Linked DNA regions of Hordeum vulgare: region 1 is linked to region 2. Evidence: chromatin contacts called from public Hi-C data. All regions are on one chromosome and are shown on one strand. The core of a region is the stretch at or near the end of the contact, and the rest is flanking DNA. Distances in the headings are between cores, read along the strand shown. Region 1 holds the start of LOC123412005 (probable calcium-binding protein CML15). Region 2 holds the start of LOC123440019 (alpha-glucosidase 2-like).

Region 1 (6,152 bases), core at 1,439-3,938, 250 kb before region 2:
ACATTCACCACCTAGTCCACGCGTTGTGGGCGAACCGCTCTTCGTCCACACGACGCTCATACGTTGCTAGATGGCAAGTGCAGTTGCGCGTATGTGACAACTAGGTAAACAAACGTGGCAACTATGATTCGTTGCTAGATGACAAGTGCATTTGTGTGTACGTGGCAACCGGGTAAACACTCATGGCAACTATAATTAACCATACATGGCAACTATGGTTGTACCATACGTGACAACTAGGTAAACACACATAACAACTATCCTCGGATAACTAAAATGTCACCTTGCGGGTAACTATAATTAATCAAAACAAAGAGAGTTATCATGTTTTTACAACTACATTTATCATCCCGGATAACTAAAGTTACCATCTTTGGAGGTAACCAGGGACGATTCTAGGGGGGGGACGGGGGGGACGGGGGGGGGGGGGGTCGGCTAGACCGCCCCTAACAAATTGATTTATCTACTATAATAATTGTTGTTGTAGCTAATTTTTTTATTTTATATGAACTTTGCCCCTCCATGAACAAACTTGCCCCCCTATGCTTGCATGTTGGCTTCGTCCCTGGAGGTAACTAAAGTGTCATTCCGCGGGTAACTAACGTAGGTGCGTCAGGACATGTGAACAAATTTGCTTCGTGCCACACGCACAGGATGGAGATAAGTAGTATTTGTTGGGTGTGTGGCAAGTAGTTGCGCCCACATGTGTGGACAATTCTAATATTCGTCGACAGATGACACATGAGAACTGCATCTGCGTATGCCACACACGGTGTATGAACGAATGTCTAATATGTCACACGTATGATAAATATCGGGACTCTGTAATAAAGCAAGGGAATTTATTTATTTTTGGGTGAAGGGAAACCAGAGAGCTGGACCTTTCTGAAGGCATGTTCTACAGGAATGTTGCTGAAGACGAGGGGTTAGCTGCCTAGCTAGCTCGTGGGTTATCTGTCCTGGCGGCTGCGTGATCTCACTGAAGATGGGGAGGTCGTGGGTTGTCTGTCCGGTCCTAGCGCGGTAGCGTCCTGTGCATGTCCTAAAGACAGCAAACACGATACTCCCCCTTCCTAAATATATATATTTTGAAGATATTATTAATGAACTACATACAAAAAATATTTACGAATATACATTTTAAATTATATCTATATACATCCGTATGTAGTTTTTTAATGGAAACTTAAAAAAAGTATATTTAGGACTTATATTTAGGAACGGGAGCGAACGAGGTATCATCATGGCACTTGGCACTCAAGTATTGTTGGTAGGACGTACTGTAATTATTTTTGAGATTCTTGGCGTCGTGTCATTGTTTTTGGAACTGCAGCTTTAGCTCAACTGTCAATTTCATCAGATGCATTGCAGGTTTGGGCTACAACTACTAGAGGTTTTGTTGTTTATATACTCTACTCGGGCAGAATGATTGTCTTTGACGAAAACAACGGCAGCCAGCGAGCCTGGGACACATGTACATGTCCCTTTCATTTATCAAATCCTCACGGCTCTCGGTTTGCATCAGGTACGTACATAGGAGTAGAAAAGTTCACATGAAGCTCGCTCCCTCTTAATCACTTCAAGAAAGTAATCCGGCCGCGTGTTACAGATGGAATTTGGCATGAAACTGAAAGAAAGTGGAAGTAATCTGACGCCAAATAGACAACTAATCATAATAACTGACAAATCCGGCTGGTGTTACTATCTAGAATTAGACATAAAAGTGCAAAAAAATGGAAGTTGTGGAAGCATTCAACAGCAAGAACCGCTGATGGGCATTTGGAAATCTGATGGCAAATAATATAGATAAGTGCACATAAAATTCGACATTAGAGGATTATTCTTCAGCGTCGATACAGCAATTCCGATAACATATATACATCAAAATTAATCGCACACCGATAATGTTGGTGTGATCTGCGACTATGTATAAAGCTAGTAGTAGTAAGTAAGTATTTGGCGGTGGGTGGTCGGGCGTATTTACACGGTCTCGCAAAAGAATGTAGGAACAGACGGACGGTCTTCAGGCGCGGACGTTGCCCTGGGCGATGGCGAACCCGGCGCCGTTGGCCATCATGAGCTTGAACTCGTCGAAGGAGACGAGGCCGTCGCCGTTGCGGTCGACGCCCTCGATCATGCGGCGGCACTGCGCGACGGTGGCGGCCTCGCCGAGCCCCCGCAGCACGCGCGCGAGCTCGGCGGGGGAGATGACGCCGTTGCCGTCGGCGTCGAAGACGCGGAAGGCGTGGCGGAGGTCCTCCTCGACGGCTGCGTCGGGCGCGGCGTTGATGGCGGCGAACTCGGCGAGGCTGATGTAGCCGTCGCCGTCTGCGTCGGCCTCCTCCATCATGCGCGCCACCTCGTCGTCGGTGACCGCGTGGCCCACGCTCTCGAAGAGCGCCGCCAGCTCCGCCCGCGAGATCCTGCCGTCGCCGTTGGCGTCGAACTTGCGGAACACGCGCTCCATCTCGTCCTCCCTCGAGGCCCCGCGCGCGGGCGACGGCGGCGCTGACGACCTGGAGGAGGAGGTGGACCGCCGGCTCCCACCGTTGCCGCTCCGGCTCCGTGAGAAGAGTGACCGCATCTTGCCCATGGTGTTGTCGCTGCGGGATGGAGGGGTGGACGGAAACTTGGGGTTGGGTGATGATCTTGTCTTGTGCGAGGTTAACAGGCGGGTTGATGAGGATCGATGTGGAGGTCGGGAGGCGGGGCGTACTTATAGGCGAGGCGCGCGGAGAGGGAGGGCGGGAGGGAGGGGGACGCGTTTTTTGGGTTGTTGCTGCCGTTAAGGATTCTGTTGCGCGTGAGAGGGGGCGAGGGGGGGTTGACAGGTGGGGTCTGGAGCCTTCCCGGCGCCTAACCTTTCGGAGGAGCCGCGCGGACGGATTTTGCTATTGTTTGCGCGTCTTTTCCGTTGGACTTTGCTTACCCCGTTACGGATAGGGCTGCCATGCCATGCATGGTGGACGCGCGCCCCTGTTTTTGCGGCGCGGCGGGGCGGGGCGGGGGAATACCGACTGAATACTGGATGGATGGAGCTTTGCGGCGGGAGCGCGTTCGGCTGCCGTGGCGGTACCTATCGCGACTCCTTTGTTTCTTTCTTTTTCGGAACGACCACGCGTGCGGTGCAAGCCAAGTCGCCGAGCCTCGTTTGCCACACGCAGCATCGCAGACTTTCTACGATACGATATGGTGGTGAACGCCGGCCGTGCGCGCCCAAAACACCACCGGCCTACGTGGCCGCGATCGCGTCCGTGGCAGCGGCAGCGGCTCCCACGGCGGCAGGCGCTGGCTAGGTGCTCCGCGCGTCCTATGGCTCGCTGCCGCGTCGCCGTCCGTGCGCGACGTGGAGGCCGTGGGTCGCGTCGCGTTCGGCTGGTGCCTGCGAAACCGGGGGCCGGGGGGCCCGTTGGTTTGGCGTTGTGTGTGGGACGAGGACAGAGTAGTCGGTGCTCTGTCATGGTCATGTTCATGTCACGTCGTAGTCGTCGTCATGGATAGGTCGCGTCGCGAGACATGACTGCACGGGACGACGGGGAGGAGCGGCAAAGCAAGCCCGCCCGCCCGTCGTTTGCACCAACGGCGAGGCCGCTGCAAGTGACGTGTTGATCCAACGGGTGGGGGGCATCAACAAGGGGTTGCTTTCTGCCTAGCGGTGACTAGTTGCCATGGACGCAATGACGAAAGGATTGCATCAAAATCACCGGGTGCGTGTGGAGCACTGATTCCTTTTCTCTCTATTTTTTGTGTCTCAAAGCAACTCCAACGCACCGATTTGTGTGTGCACGTTCGTTTCGATAGTAACGGACAGAAAAATCATTCCAACGCATCAATCAAAACTGACGTGTGTCGTTTTTTCATCCGCATGTCAATCCATTTTCTATCCATTTTAAGACCGATTTGCGTCGGCGTGGACACGAGACGGACGCGCGTGTCGCGCGCAAACTACTCACTTGACCCGCCGGTCGGTGGCAAAGCCTTCCCATTTCCCTCCGCTTTCTCAAAACCCTTTCGCCCGCGCGCTCCCAGCCGCTCGCCATGGACGACGGACTCGATGCCGCCAGCCTCGCCTCTCTCGCCTTGTCCGACATCACGACCACCCCTTCCCGCAAAGGCAAGCCTCGCGCCCCCCAAGATCACCACCGCGCCCAAGATGAAGAAGGAGCTGGCAAGGAAGTCGACAAAGAAAAAGGGACGGAGGCACACAATGGACGCAAGGGACTAATCAGAGACCGTCGCGACCATAGCCGCCGTAGCGTAGCGGGAGGATACCGCTACACGTGTCACGACAGCAACGAGGGAGGCGCTATTGTACTTAGGGTTAAACCCTGGCCAGCACGGGTCGTCAACATCATCGTGGCCGCGGCTAGCACATGCTCATCTGTATTTCCTTGAATGGTGCTGCCAGAGTCGCCCCGGCGTCGATGACTCACCAGATTCCCGGCTTCCACGTCTACCCGCAAGCGTCCCATCTCTCCGAGGAATGCTCGCTGGAGGTGAGCGTGGTGGCGCCTTCCACGCCCGCGTTCGCGCCCGTGCCCGTCGACCTCAACGCCACACCGGTAGCCGGTGGCTCATCATCCGGTGGGCCAAGGAAACGCGCGCGGGAGATGTCAGCCGACATGCTCTCCGGCGCCCGCAACCCGTTCGACGGAATGTCGGCAGCCGTCAATGACGTGATTACCGCTGTGTGCACATCATCTTCGAGGGTGATGTGGCGGCCGCTGGCGGTGCCGCCGCGGCTGTGGCTCGCTACGATTAGGGTTGGGCGTTCGGTTTATATGGTTAATACGGTTCGGTTTATTTGGTTCTATATAATTTCAGTTTTGAAGGAATAGAAACTGAAATAGTCATTAAAAATTTAGAAAACGAACTATATTAACCATAATATATCGGTTCGGTTTGCTCGGTTAACCGAAAAACCAAAATTCATGCACTTGTTAGTATAAGTGTAATGATTCGAGAGCACTGATTTGGATGGTATAATATGCAAAAAGGTAATCACAAGTTCTAGCAACCTTAATATCATTCTATGGTTTATTCGGTCGAGCAAACTAGTAAAAATAATTAAGTAGAAAAAGCACATGGAATGTGAAATGTATTATGTGCGGAGAAATGTGTGATGCCTCCATACTGTTGCACTTTCGGAAACAAGGTATTACATGGGGTATCCCACATATCGGTTTGTTCGGTTTATTCGATTTCTGGACTTCAAAAACCGAACAAAAACAAAACACCAAACAATCTTAAAATTTCCCACCGAACCAAAAATCAAACCACCAAATAAACCAACAAATCGGTTAATACGGTTTGGTTTGGTTTGGTTTTTTGGTTTTTGGTTTTATAGTGCCCACCCCTAGCTACGATCCCGAAGAGACCCAAAGGCAGGACGACCGAGGCGGGCCGATCTATGATCAAGCTGGCATGTAGTCCACCTTCATGCAAGATCAGGTTGACCTCGACCACGTGTTTCCGGATGACTACGGCCTCGAGGAAGAGGATGAGGTGGACATTGACGGGGACGAGCTCACCAACCAAGCCATCAGGGTGCAGCCGAAGCGCAAGATCACATAGACGAAGGCATTCACGGCGGCCGAGGACAAGCTCCTTTGTGAGTGTTGGAGGGACATTGGACAAGATTCCAAGGTCAGCGCCGGACAAAGGGCATCAACCTTTTTTATTCGTGTCCATCGTCAATTTCACGAACGCAAAAAGTTTTCGTCGTACCAAATGCAAAGCACGCGTGGGTGGGTGTCCAGTTCGAAGCGATGGAAGGTGATCCAACAAGAATGCAACAAGTTTTGTGCCACATATGAGACCATGAAGGCACGTCCCGTGAGTGATATCGGCATGCAAGACATGGTATGCATGCATACGTCCCTCTTTGTTTGCACGTCCATTTCATATTTATTTACTAATATGCTTGTATATAATTCATTTCTAGGCATTCTAAGCTTTGGAGTTATTCAAAGTCCAACACGAATGCAAGTTCTTCAACCTTTCTCATTGCTGGAGGATCATCAAAGATGAGGAAAAATTCAAGCTCCAATATGCCGCTCTCACAACGCATGGCGGGAAGGAAGCTGTAGAGGAGGTTGTGGAGGGTGAGAAGCCACGACCGCGGGAAAAGACCAACTCCAAGAAGGAGGACA
Region 2 (5,605 bases), core at 2,226-4,725:
TCCAGTCGACCGGACGTTAGCGACAGATTTGAACGATCTCCCTCTCATGACGTGCACGTTCGATTCCACCGATTGTCCACCAATTTTTTCTTCTCTCGAGAACCGATTGTTGTTTTTAATCTAGTGGTTTTTCCGGTTTTTGGCTACGCAATATGAAAATAAAATAAAGTGCTAAAAAGGGGATTCGAGCCCATGTCTATTCATTAGACTTTGAGCCCAATAACCAACCACCTTTAGTTGTTGTCTACTCTAGATAAGCAATGTAATTTGAAACTTTCTTATTTCTGCCATATGAGAAAATAATAATAATAATTGGCTTGGTGACTTTGGCATGACCAGTGTGATAAATATAGTACGAGCAACATGATAACTATACCATGATAAGGCTGGTAACTACAGTACGAGAAGTTTAAAGCATGGGCCAGTTATCATGTATACTATGTGATGGAGTCATAGTCCTAGGGTAGGGTCATAGGCCTGTCATGTAGGTCCTACCCAAGGACTACCCCTCACAAAGGACAAGACCCTTAGTCAGTTCCGACTGAATTAAGGAGTCTCCATCATCCAGTCGGTAACAGGTTCTCGACCATCCAGTCGGAGATTAACATTCGTAGGATATCAAGCTAACCGACTGGATACCACTCGGTACATCGCAACCCCCCTGGAGGGAAACGGTCGTACGTTTCCGGATGCATTTATTGGCATTTAGGGCGTACGTTACCTGTAACGTACGCATTCAATCCCCACTACTCCACCCGTGTATCGGAACCGTTGTGGAGGGCAGCGCACTCTATATAAGCCACCCTCCCCCACTGATAGAGGGGTTAGCAACTCATTGTATTCCATATTTCCACTCGACAACAAGCTCCCTGAGCACTGAGACGTAGGGCTATTACCTCCACCGTAGAGGGGCCTGAACTCATACAACCTCGCCGTAGCTAAGGCTCTGCCCATCCCTTTCGTACCCTACACATCTACTGTCAGGCTTATACCCGCGACACTATGCGTATAGCACCTTGCTATTAACACGAAAGTTATCGAGGGTTTGTTTTCAAACAACCCACCCCGGATCAAAAAGTTACCATGTTGTTTGTGGGTGAGTTATCAGTTTGGTTCTGCGCATGTTATCATGCCTTTTATACATAATTTACCATGTAATTTTTCAACAATCCCCCCTCCGCAAGTCGAAAATAGTTATCATGTCTCAGCTAAGTAAGTTATCAACGCTGATGTGTGTAGATTACCATGCTAGTAGACATGAGTTACCACGGAAGGGAGGTTCAACAACTTTGTTCTCTGATAAAAAAAATTACCACATTTCGGCTAAGTAAATTATCAGCTCTATTGTGTGTATACTGTGCGTGTAGCACGTTGCCATAAACACAAAAGTTATCTGGGGTATGTTTTCAAACAACTCACCCCGAATCAACCATGTTGTTTGTGAGTGGGTTATTAGTTTGGTTGGGCGCATTATCATGTTTTTTATACATAATTTACCATGTAATTTTTCAACAACCCTGTCGGCTCCGCAAGTTGAAAATAGTTATCATGTCTCGTCTATGTAATTTATCAAACCTAATGTGCGTAGATTATCATGCTAGTAGACATGAGCTACCAGGAAGGGCGGTTCAACAACTCCCTCCCCCTTTCAAAAAATCACCACACTTCGGCTAAGTAAATTATTAGCTCTATTATGCGTATATTACCATGTTAATTTTTCATATAAGTTACCGGTGTATGTTTGTTAACAACTTATTTTCTTGGGTCAAAAGTTATCATGATGTTTGCGCGTGAGTTATCAGCCACGACGTGCGTGCATTACCATGTATTTACATGAAAGTTATCGGGGTATGTAATCAACAACTCACCCATCCCGGGGTATGTTTTAGTAATGCACTAGCAACTCTTGAGGAAATAAAAGCAGCCTAACATGTATTTAAGCACTAGTGAGATATTAACCCAGATGGCTAGCAAGAATAGGACTGAGCCACTAGGTACAAGGTTTGATTCTTGTTGTCATCATTTTTTATGAGAAAAATCAATAGCGAACAAAAAAATCAAATCAAAATCAAATGTACTATGGTTTTCAAGAGAAGGAAATAAAAATCAGTAAAATTGGTACTAAAACGAATCAAGGGATCAAGAGGGGAAGTATGCGGAAGCGTTCAGATTTTTAATCTTAACAAAAAGCAACAACACGTTATATTCGAAGCCTGGCCTTTTGTGATAACGACGAGATCTAGGTGGGATGGTTAGTGTGGTGTCGCACGTCAATGAGATCGGGGGTTCGATTCCACTCCTCGCCCTTTTATTTTTCTCGCCATGAGATAAATGTTCGTTAGCGATCGTGCGATCCCGATCCTGCGGCGCCGAGTGCGTGCAGATCTGTTGCAATATTGGAAGTTAGAGCATCTCTAGCAGACCCGTATAACGCCGACCCGTAAAACACGTTTATAGTTTGCAAAAAAACGGTTTTACGAGCCGGCGCGGGGAAGGGCAGAGTCAGACCCCGCAAAATAAACCTGTAAAAAAGGATATTCGCGCAAGATGCTTTTTAAGGGTTGGCTCGAGCTACGGCGGAACAGAGCCCTTAAACTTAAACTGTAAATCGAATTTTCGTTTACATTTTCCTCCACATCTTCTTTCTCTCGCTCGTGTCATGATCAACTAAATTTGTTCCTAAATACGGAGTTGCCAATCCCTGAATCCATCGAGAAGCTAGTAGCTCCTCTGTCCATGAATCTATCCACGAGCTAGATAACTAGCTCCTCCGTTCACGAGTCCATCCAGGAGCTAGCTAGCTAGCTAGTTCTTCCGTCCACGAATCCATTCAGGAGCTAGATAACTAGCTCCAATGTCCACGAATCCATCTAGAGTTAGCTAGCTCCGCTCGTGGAATTCATCCAGGAGTCCGGAGCTAGCTAGCTAGCTTCCATCGCCGACGCCGAATCCAGTCAGGACGAGCGGGGCGGCGTCATGGGACGGTCGGCCGATGTTCGGGGACGTCCGGGGCGGCGTACGGTGGACGTGGACCGCGGATGCGAAAGTTTCCGTGGCACGCTCTCGCCAATTGCTTTATCTCCATATAAGGAACAGTAGAAGCGGATGCGAAAACTGTGTTTTGCAGATCGGGAGGAACTTTTTACCGTGTCCCGTAAAAATATTTACAGATCCGACACGTTTACAGGGTTTGAACGAGCAACTTTTTCATACAGACATATATTTTGACGACTATTTTACAGCTCAAAACATTATACGGGACTGCTAGAGATGCTTTTAGCATTCACGTTGATAAAATTTATTTGCAACCAAACAGACCCTATCCCACATGACAGGTGGGCTGCATGCCGTGCGCCGAGCTAGAAACGCCGGAGCTACAGTGCCCATACCGTCAGACACCTGGATCCAAGACAAAAGTAGACAGGCACTGCCAGTCCGCATTAATTATCAAATCCGAAACCACGCAAGCGAACGAGCAAATCGCGATCGGCTCCACTGTACAGAAGAGATGCTGGCTCCGTGCACCCAGAGGGCCGCACCTCCACTCCTCGCCTCCCACGCCCACTCCCACGCCCACTCCTACCGAGGCAGTCCACACGCCCCTCGGCTCCCTCCTCTCAGGTTCGTTCCTCCGATCGACCTCCATCCCCGAGCGCTCTCCCGGCTCCAGCGTCGATCCGCGATTCCGGTCTGGATCCCTCACCGCGCTGAGGTCATCGCAGGTGCTTCCGCGCGAGTCCTCCGCCCGCGGCCGCGGCGGGGGTGGTGGCGACGATGGCCGCGCCCGTCGGGGAGATGGTCTGGGTGCGCGTACTGGAGGAGGGGGTGTTCCGGTTCGACGCGTCGGAGGGCGCGCGCTCCGCGGCCGGGCCCAGCCTGTCGTTCGCCGAGCCGCGGCGGCGGGAGGAGCCGCGCGAGGGCGGGGATCGTCCCGCGGTCGTGCCGGCGTGCGAGGTGGCCGGGAATGTGCAGAAGGTCGTGATTAAGGTATGCGTGGTTCGCACAGACGTGCTACTCTTTTACTGCGAGTGACTCTCTGGCTGGAGGATGAGAAAGAGAAGCATGTGATGCTGATGCGCGCGTGTGGTAATTATTTTGGCAATGTCGACGTGCTTTTATGTGTTTGATCTGCGGGTGTCGTATGGATTGTGTTAATGTCATGCTTAGGGATACTGTAAAATTGTTCATTTTAAACCTGGTCTTTCACAGCAAAAAAAAAAACCCTGATTGATAGAACGTTCTGCTACCAACACTTGAAAAGGCTGCTTTCAAGGCAAGTTACTTTTGGAAACAAGGGGGAAAAAGCTAGGTCAGTCCAAGGAAAAGTTAGGTAGTAGCCAATCCTCGAACGTATCATCGAGAAATATATCATATACATATTGCGTTGGATTGCCTTTGCATGTTCGCTTGTCACTGGTCCAACATGTCCTTCCTTGCTTAGCATGACGATGCCCGAGGAACCTGGCGTATCATCTCTTCTCTTGAAAATGAGTCGTCCTCGACACTGTGACAGGGAGAGAGATCGGTGATGTTGAACGTGTTGCTCGCGGAATACTTGTCCTTGGGAAGGTCGGTCTTGTAGGCGTTGTCATTTGAAGGATTTAGGAAGGTCCATCTCCTCTAGGCATAAGCTTGGACTTCCTCTGCTTTGGGAATTGCTTCTTCTGAAGGTGTACCTAAGCGAGATCATCGGGGTTGAAGATCGTCAAACATCAGTTCTTGTTAACCTTGGCGGCTTGGTGTTGCACTTGGTGCTTGATGTTGGCCTTGGTAGACTCATGGAGCTTCTTGATGTACGCTCGTTTGTTAGCATCCATACGTGACCTCTCTTGGAATGATAGTGGAAGTAGATTGAGGGGTGTGAGTGGGTTGAAGCCGCACACCACCTCAAATGGACTCTTGCATGATATTGAGTGGAGAGCGCGATTGTAGGTGAACTCAACATGTGGGATGCATTCCTCCTATGACTTCAAGCGTTTCTTTATCAAAACGCAGCGATGTATGGTGGTGCAGCGCTCATGTTGCGAGCGGCGATTGGCAGTTCTAGGCCTCGGCACAATTTGCGGTCGGAAGCTCATAGTCCACGATGCCATCGACTTGCTTCTCCAAAGTGGAAGAGGCCCAATTCTTCCCATTTTCTGCAGAGTCAGATTCTCTTTTCCTGTGGCAGGGGTTTGGTAGGCTTAGTGTGCTTGGTGCTTCTGTGGATGGCATCTAGGCCAGGGTCTGTTTGGTGGCGTCAGTTGTAATGTCTGTCCGCCGGCTGTTTGTCGTGTTCTTGTCTTGAGTGTTCGATTATCAATGTATCGAGGTGCAAGCTTTGCGTTTTCTCAAAAAACAAACAAATAATGAACATTAAGTTTGGATAGAAGGTGGTAAGTGAATTGTTTTTAGAGTTAAGGGGTTTCTTCTATAAAGTTATTTGGGTTTATGCTTTATCAGCCCATAGTTCAGGAGGGTAATGTGCATTATCTCTTAACATGATAATGATGTGTTTACGGCTTTACGCCCTCTGATACCGTATCCTTGCAACTGTAATATTGCTAAAATATTGAACGTATGTAGTTTATCTACTAACTTGATATCCTTTCAACAAGCAGCTTCC

Evidence for each region. Hi-C and Micro-C count contacts between places; a contact is called where the count stands out from the background.
Region 1: a contact with region 2 is called in a Hi-C map of seedling, with 1.9 times the contacts expected there. The contact joins the promoter of LOC123412005 here to the promoter of LOC123440019 in region 2. A contact is called at or near these places in 2 of 6 Hi-C or Micro-C datasets (leaf and seedling) and 1 of 1 datasets of contacts at active chromatin or transcription factors (embryo).

The regions. Positions count from the first base shown.
Region 1 is chr1H:394,920,233-394,926,384 of MorexV3_pseudomolecules_assembly, reverse strand. LOC123412005 (probable calcium-binding protein CML15) reads right to left here and starts at 2,688. Exons shown (of 1, transcript XM_045104964.1): 1 at 1,804-2,688. The coding sequence starts at 2,593. The coding sequence ends at 2,024.
Region 2 is chr1H:394,673,711-394,679,315 of MorexV3_pseudomolecules_assembly, reverse strand. It overlaps LOC123440019 (alpha-glucosidase 2-like), which reads left to right and starts at 3,475. Exons shown (of 23, transcript XM_045116615.1): 1 at 3,475-3,621; 2 at 3,723-3,987; 3 at 5,601-5,605. The coding sequence starts at 3,509.